2 separate regions of the Capsicum annuum genome follow, and region 2 is linked to region 1. The links are chromatin contacts, called in public Hi-C maps. All regions are on one chromosome and are shown on one strand. The core of a region is the stretch at or near the end of the contact, and the rest is flanking DNA. Distances in the headings are between cores, read along the strand shown.

What was found. Hi-C and Micro-C count contacts between places; a contact is called where the count stands out from the background.
Region 2: a contact with region 1 is called in a Hi-C map of leaf, with 2.8 times the contacts expected there. The contact joins the enhancer-like site here to the promoter of LOC107839332 in region 1. A contact is called at or near these places in 4 of 5 Hi-C or Micro-C datasets (bud, leaf and placenta).

Annotation. Positions count from the first base shown.
Region 1 is chr8:147,876,021-147,879,913 of UCD10Xv1.1, forward strand. LOC107839332 reads right to left here and starts at 1,376. Exons shown (of 4, transcript XM_016682767.2): 1 at 720-1,376. The coding sequence starts at 1,040.
Region 2 is chr8:147,917,723-147,921,298 of UCD10Xv1.1, forward strand. No RefSeq gene overlaps it. Among protein-coding and RNA genes, the nearest start is that of LOC107839329, 21 kb to the right of the region's middle. Within about 2 kb of position 1,354, at least 5 of the 5 cell types and tissues checked have an H3K27ac peak or open chromatin away from gene starts, as enhancers often do. A contact at or near this core is called in bud and leaf, where this site is marked.

The sequences.
Region 1 (3,893 bases), core at 126-2,625:
TCCAACAAGAAAAGAAAATAACTCAAATGCATATAAATTCTTTTTCTCTTCAAGACATTTTCATGATCCAACACTTCACTTAAGTTATCCATAACAAGGAAGTTCAATGCACACTAGTATTCTGGATTTAAAGATCAAATCTTTCCGAGCATTATACAGGGTAGAAGTTACTTGACACTTTTTTTAAAAAACGCGGTGTCTGATCTAGCTTGCACGCACCTCGACTAATTTCGTGGGGTACCTGCCACCTCCCACCAACATTACTTGACATTTTCAACAAGTAAAACTCCCATAAAGACAGAACTATTGCCAAAATCAAGAATAACTTCCCCAAGTATTAGTCAAGAATTCCTAATTTAGCCATCAGCATGGCTCAAACATACCCATTGTGACCGGTATGCAGAAAGCTGAAAGCCTTGTTACCATCAATCCTTGCTCAACATAAGAAACAGTTACACAAAAACAAATGGCAAGAAAACAACCCCCTTCAAATGAAAAAACACAGACATTAAGTGCTGACTCCAAATATTTCATCAAGGATGTTCAAGATTTAATATATACCTATGGAAAAAATAGTTTTCCACCTCTACATACACAGAATAATTTTTCGACAAGGGTGTTCAACTGCACACCCTTTGCTACATGTGGCTACCTCATCTACAGAAGATGCCAAGAAACACAAAGAAGAAAGACCCCAGACAGAAAAGAAGATTATTTACCCCAGTAATCTTGACGAGGTGGCCATGTGAGGCAACAGTGAGGTCGGAGTCAGGCAAAGAATGAAGGTAATGAAGAATGGTGGTGTTATTGCGGTAAGAAAGAGAGTTCCACAGTAGAAAAGCAGCAATGAGGCTAAAAAGGAAGAGGAAAAAGAGGAAGAAGAGAGGGTTATGAACAACAACAAGTATGAAAAGAGAGACGGAAAGAGCAAACAAGAAAAGGGCAAAGAGTATGTATAAAGCAAGTGAGGGAATTAGAGGGAATTTGAAGGTTTGAGCAGCTACATTTGAATGGGAAAGGGAGAGCTTGTTTTGGTTCATCCCTTTCCTTTCCTCTTGACTATTTTGACAATTTGGTAATGTGAAGGAATTGAAAATTGGTTAAAAAAAAAAAAAAATGGTGATGAAGTAGAGAAGGGGAACAATTGTCATTTTCTTTCACTTACCACCTCCCAATCCCATACTTGGGGGTAAAGTATCTCGGATTTTTTTATTTTTTTTTTCGATTTAACTGATCGATATCTAAATTTATTTCAAAAATTCATTTAGATTTCTCAACTAAGGTATGCACCTATCGGCCTCCAAAGTAGAGAAGGGGAACAATTGTCATTTTCTTTCACTTCCCACCTCCCAATCCCATCCTTGGGGTAAAGTATCATGGATTTTTTCTCCCTCATATTTAGGTTGCTATATGTTTCCACAATAAATTAATTTAGATTCATATATTGCGTGAATTACTATGTGCTCTCAATGAGATTTTTTCTTTTTTAACACGTAAGAGTGAAGTAATCTCAACCATCATACTACTGTTCATTTTGTGGTGTTTCCTCGTGAAAGTTAAGGTGTTTGACAATAAGGCTTTATGCATCTCACTTTAACGGTCAGTTTTTAGCTACATCTCACTTTAACCGTCCATTTTTAGCTTTTTGGGATTCTGCAATACATCAAAACCTCATCGAGAAGAGGTTGAATCTTGTCTACACGTCATCCTCTCTTCAGTTATCTTGGTACGATTTTTTCTCTTAAATATTTTATTTTTAATACTTTTTTAATGACAAGAGTATATGTAGTTAAAAATAATCGTCAACTTTAATCTTTATTCCTAAAGTGACAATAGTTTGAGACAATTTTTTTAAGTTAAAACAATAATTAAAATGAAATGGAGAGAGTATTATTTAAGAAATTAAACAATTTTCTTTGATTATTCTTACAATATTCTCAATTTTTTTATTTTTTTTACTTTTGAGATTGTTAATCATGTATATATCATCACAAGATGTTAAATAGTTTATCTTATTCTTTGTATATTGCAACAATGTTGAGTAATCCACACTTAATTCCTAATAAAACTAGACATGAGAAGAAGAAGAAATGCTTTTGATTTGTAGAGAAAGTAGATCAAACAATAATAAATGAATTGTTGGAATTTAACATACAGATTAAGGGAAAATTATTAAAAACATAAATTTAACATAATTTTTTATTTTTACTCAAAAAAAAAGAAGAAAAAATTAACTTTGTAATACCTTTTCAAAAATTAATTGTTGTCAAATCACAAGGTAAATTTGTAAAAAAATTTCAATAATTCATTTATTTTGAAATATTAATAAATACCCCAATAATTCACTTATTTCGAAAGAAAGGGAGTACAGAACTTAGCAATTTAGTGATTGCAGTACAATAGTTTATTAGATACGAATCTTTATTGGTGTGCCAGAGGAATATTGAGTGAATTGGACTTACCTTACAACTTTAGCAAAATTAAAACTTCTTAGAAGAATTAGTAGGAAAAGACCACTTCTACAAAGCTTGTCTATCAATACAATTAACCTAATAGTAGGAAAGGAACATCTTAATTCTTTTTTTTTTGTTGTTGTTGTTGTTTTGTTTTGTTTTGTTTTTATCAATAACAATATTAGTTAAAATCTGAATTGGAAAAAATTACTATTGAGTTAATTGAGGGCTATCTATCTTCTATGATCAATGTCATCAGCAAATTTTAATCCTAAAACAAAGCAAAAAGATTCAGTATAGAAATGATATTATCATTATTTCATGTACTATTTATATTAACAACTCAATAGTCATAAGTGATTAGAATTTCCTCCATTAACATTATACTGTTGAAGCTCTCACTAGTCTACCTATACGCCAACGAGTTGTTTATTTAATTTTGCTGATTAAATTATTGATCATCCTTCCTTATATTTCGTTTAATACATAGTATTAGAGATTTTACATAAATTAGTTTAAAAGAAAAAAGACATTATGTAAAAGCTGATTTTTGTTGCATAGATATCTTATAGCATCAAAAGGTTCGACCACTAACATTATCTTATAATCAAAATAGTTTTGCTTTCTTCTTTAGATTAACTAAATTGTCGTCTGTCATTACTCATCACCCTTAAAAACAACTATCTTTTCACCTTGCTTTCTCTAAAGCTTCACATAATAAAGGTGCTTTACTTAAAGTGAGAAATAAACTTAGGGAAATCAAGGATTTTCAACCAGATGTAAAACATGGATGCAAATCACATCAAGAATACAATCCCCCCTCCCCCTCCCAAACCTCACAAGAAAAAAAAAAGAGAAAAAAAAAATGAGAAAAGGTGAATTTCTAAAAGCATTTCTTAAATTATTAAATGGGTATTAACCCAGATTGCTAAGAGGCAAAAGGCTAGTGGAATCAGCCGGTTCATGTCATGTAAGACTCATTTAACGTACTTTTATTAGTTCAAATTATCTGATGGCTAAAATTTTGATTTATTAAAGCTAGGCAATTTATTTGATGGGTGATTTGTATTATACTTTTACGTTATATGTATTGACGTCATTAATGCAATTTAACCTTATTAAAGTAGGTAATATGTCACAGCGTATTACTTACTACAATTTATTCTAAACTAGTTTAGAACTTGCATTCTTTGTATTAACCCAAGGAGAAAATAGGAAAAAACAATCTACCTTACTTCTAATAAAGGACTTGTACATATATACATCAAGGGAACTAAGCCATTTGAAAGGAATTCCCCTTTTAGTACCTTAAAATTCTGTCACATAAAAGATATAGAACACAAATACAATTAGACGAGGGTATTATTAGAATACCTACTGAATTCTCCATTTTTATAATAAGAAAATTAAAACTACTCTTGCCAAGACCATGAAAATAAA
Region 2 (3,576 bases), core at 104-2,603, 42 kb after region 1:
CCAATTACAACTTTTATTATTATTACATATAACCCCAATATTTTAAATTTTTACATAAAACTCTCCTTATAACATTACTTTTTCAATATTACGTATATAACAGTTTTAAAGAATAAGATAATTATAATTTCAAACTTAATGCTATCCTAATTAATATATATCTCTTTTTCTATCTTATCATTATTTTTATCCCTTATTTAATTTTCTACATTATTTAAGACATTATTTTACTGCTAATTTATATTTATACCCATAAATATATAAAGTATTATATTTATAATATGAATATACAAAGTATGTTATATATAAAGTTTATACCATCTATATACCATATACACACATATATAAATATACAAAGTATTAAGAAACATACTAAGCATATTTATAATATAAATATACAAAGTATGTTATATATGAAGTATATACCATATATACACATATATAAAAATACAAAGTATAAAGAAACATACTGACCATATTTATATATTTATGATATATGATATAATATACCATAAATATGCAAAACATGTTTTACATATAAATAATTTATTCGTACACAGTAAAATCTTTTATGTATAAGAAAATTAAAGAAATAAATTAGTGGCACTCTAAAATTTAATAACAACTCATCATTTCCTAGTTTTTAGGAACGAAAAATGAAGTAAATAAATTAAATAATTTCTAAAAAAATAAATTTGTTTGAAAAATAAGATTTGTTACCTAAAAATCTGGAAGCAGTGATATGTTAATATAACATCCATATTTAAAAAATTTCAAATATGAGAAAACAACTATTAATGTAAATATTATATGTCATAATTGAAATTCATTAAATATGACCATGTATATGTAGTTATTTTTATAATAGTGGCTAATTGTGTTCTTTTTCCTTTAGTAGGTAAATTTTAGTTGGGTGATTTTGATAGTTTGTAAAGTTAGGATATAAAATCATATTTAAATTTTTTTTTTTCAAAAGTCAATTTTTTTAAAGAAAAAGACATGACCAATTTCAACTCCAACTCTGAAAATTTTTCGTTTTTATGCCAAACCGCTACATAGTATCTGAGCCCTCCACCTCTAATATGAAAATTCAAGGAGCTTATGGTAAGCTTACCCTTAACCCTAAGCGGCAATATTCTGAATAATTTTGAATGTCGTAACGGTGAGAATTTTTGTTTAAAATATTATATTAATCAAAGTACATCTCACTTGATTATAATATTGACACAACAATTAATTAGGTAATTAAAGTGAGGGTAGTGCATTGATTTTGCATGGGGTTCGTGGTCATTTCAGTAAACCCCCACAGCTGGTATAGTCAGAACTCTGCCCCTTATTTTTGTCCTATTAACCCTTCCCCCTCTTCATACTCCTCTTTATTTTTTACCCAACAAATCATTCTCTTCATCATCACACACACACACACACACACTAATCTCTATCCCTTTCATCTTTCTCTGCTCACTAAGCCTTCTCCCCCTTAAACATAGGCGAAAGTTTTGGGGGCTTTATATATGGTACCACTACCACTAATATATATACACATAGAGAAAGCATATATCTAAGGATGTTTTTTTTTTTTTTTTTTCTCTAAGGGATGGAGCTTTTCTATTGCGGGGAATGTTGTCTGGCTCGAGGAATCAAAACTATTTTCTTACTTACTTTTTATAGATCTATATATTATGCATATAGATCTACAGTGTTGGATTATGTTTTTGGTGTCGTCGGACCAGGCTTCATTCCCCACAATGAATATTGCTCACTCATCACCTCATTTATTAGATCCGTTTCAGTGGTAAGTCAAGAAGTAAGGTAAAGGTATGATCTGCGTATATTCTACCTCTGGACACCACTTTGTGGGAATAAGTATGTTGTTGTGATTCCGTTGGTTTATTCTGAAGCTGTTGTTTGTCGGTTTGTCAATGAATCCTATTTTGTTGTATATATGTAAGATTGGTGTAATGATGAAAAGTCTTGACTTCTTTTACGTTTTCATTAAGTGTTTACAGATCCCAACCTGAAAAAAGTTTCATCATTACTGCCTTTTTTGGGTCATGATCTGTGTTTGTTTAGTCAGTAACGTATGCTTCTTGTTGTTGTTATAAATAGTCATTGTGTGTTATGATTGTGGTCATGATGGCTTTTTGGCTTTCTCTTTCTGCAAACATTCAGATCTGGTTTCTGCCTTTCTACTTTCTTTCAAAACCCTTTCCCCCTAGCTTTTTTTATTTTCTCCAAAAATACTTGTCTATCTACACATCAAGGTTCCTTAGAAATTGGAGTTTATCCATTAAAAGTTTTTCTTAACTTGTAATATTAGGTTGTGAGTTCCAGCAGATGGAAACATAATCCGCCTTTTGCACTTTGCAGTTATGAGATATAATAATTATAAATGGTGCATAATGTTGTAGATTATTGCTTTTGTGACTTGAACAAACACCTCTTACAAGTCGTATGTACTCTCTTATGACAATAAATCTGGGTTGATTTTTCGTATCCAACTAATAGGAGTTGTTATTATTTCAAAAAAAGACTTTTTCGTCGACAGAGGAAATTGCTTTGTAGCTATTAATTATATGTGAAATGAACTCGGATAAATCTAAGTTGTTGAGGGTCAATTCGTTCATAAATACAGTTAAAACAGTTGACTGGAAAGACAGCTAATACTATATTGAAGGTGTGATAGATACTCCTAAGGTGACTAATGTAGATGTTTTTACTTACCACCTCTTGCCTGTTAGAAGAAGAAAAAACTGCCTGCTAGTCTTGAACTTTTTGCATTTTTTTGTTGAATTCCATTTTCAAGGAAAACACAGAAAAAGAGAAACACTACTGTTTGGTAGGTCACAAAAATGAAAGCTCTTCTGTATTAATGTACTTGCAAAACAAGGTGCGTGATTTGAATATATTCTGTAGAGAAGTGGCTAATAAATTACTAGTACTCCAACTTGCTTCACCTCAGCCATATTAATTTGACACACACACTCACATCATCTCTTTAGAAGATTCTCTTCCAAGATAAAGAACAGACAATGGATCTGTTTTTAAATTTGATGGATACACTCATTGTATATTGTTGAAATTACAAGTTCAAATTTTGAGAGTATTTCTTGTATTTAGTTCTTTGCTTATGTGTTTAGCAGAATTCAGTAGTTTCTCTCGTTACTTTTCTTTGTTGTTGTTTTTCCTTATGTCAAGCATCTATTGCAAACAACTTCTCTACCTTGGATATAAAGGTAAGTTTTGCTGCATCCGATCCTCCCTATACCCCACTTTATGGTATATTTTAAAATAAATAAAAAATGGGGGAGGAGATTACAATGTGGCGAATCGAATCCTCACCAATAAGGTGGAAGTGCAGGTGACTAACCAACTAAGCTACTAAGATTCCCTCACTTTATGATATATGTAACATGGATATGTTGTTGTATCTAATAAGTTATTTAATATATATATATATATATATAATTTATCAAAAACTTTGTAAGTTTCATCTTATAAAATTGACAGCTCATTAGCTTGAAATCGTGGCACCTTTATCCATGTTCTCAAACCCAATGGAGTGTAGATTTGAGA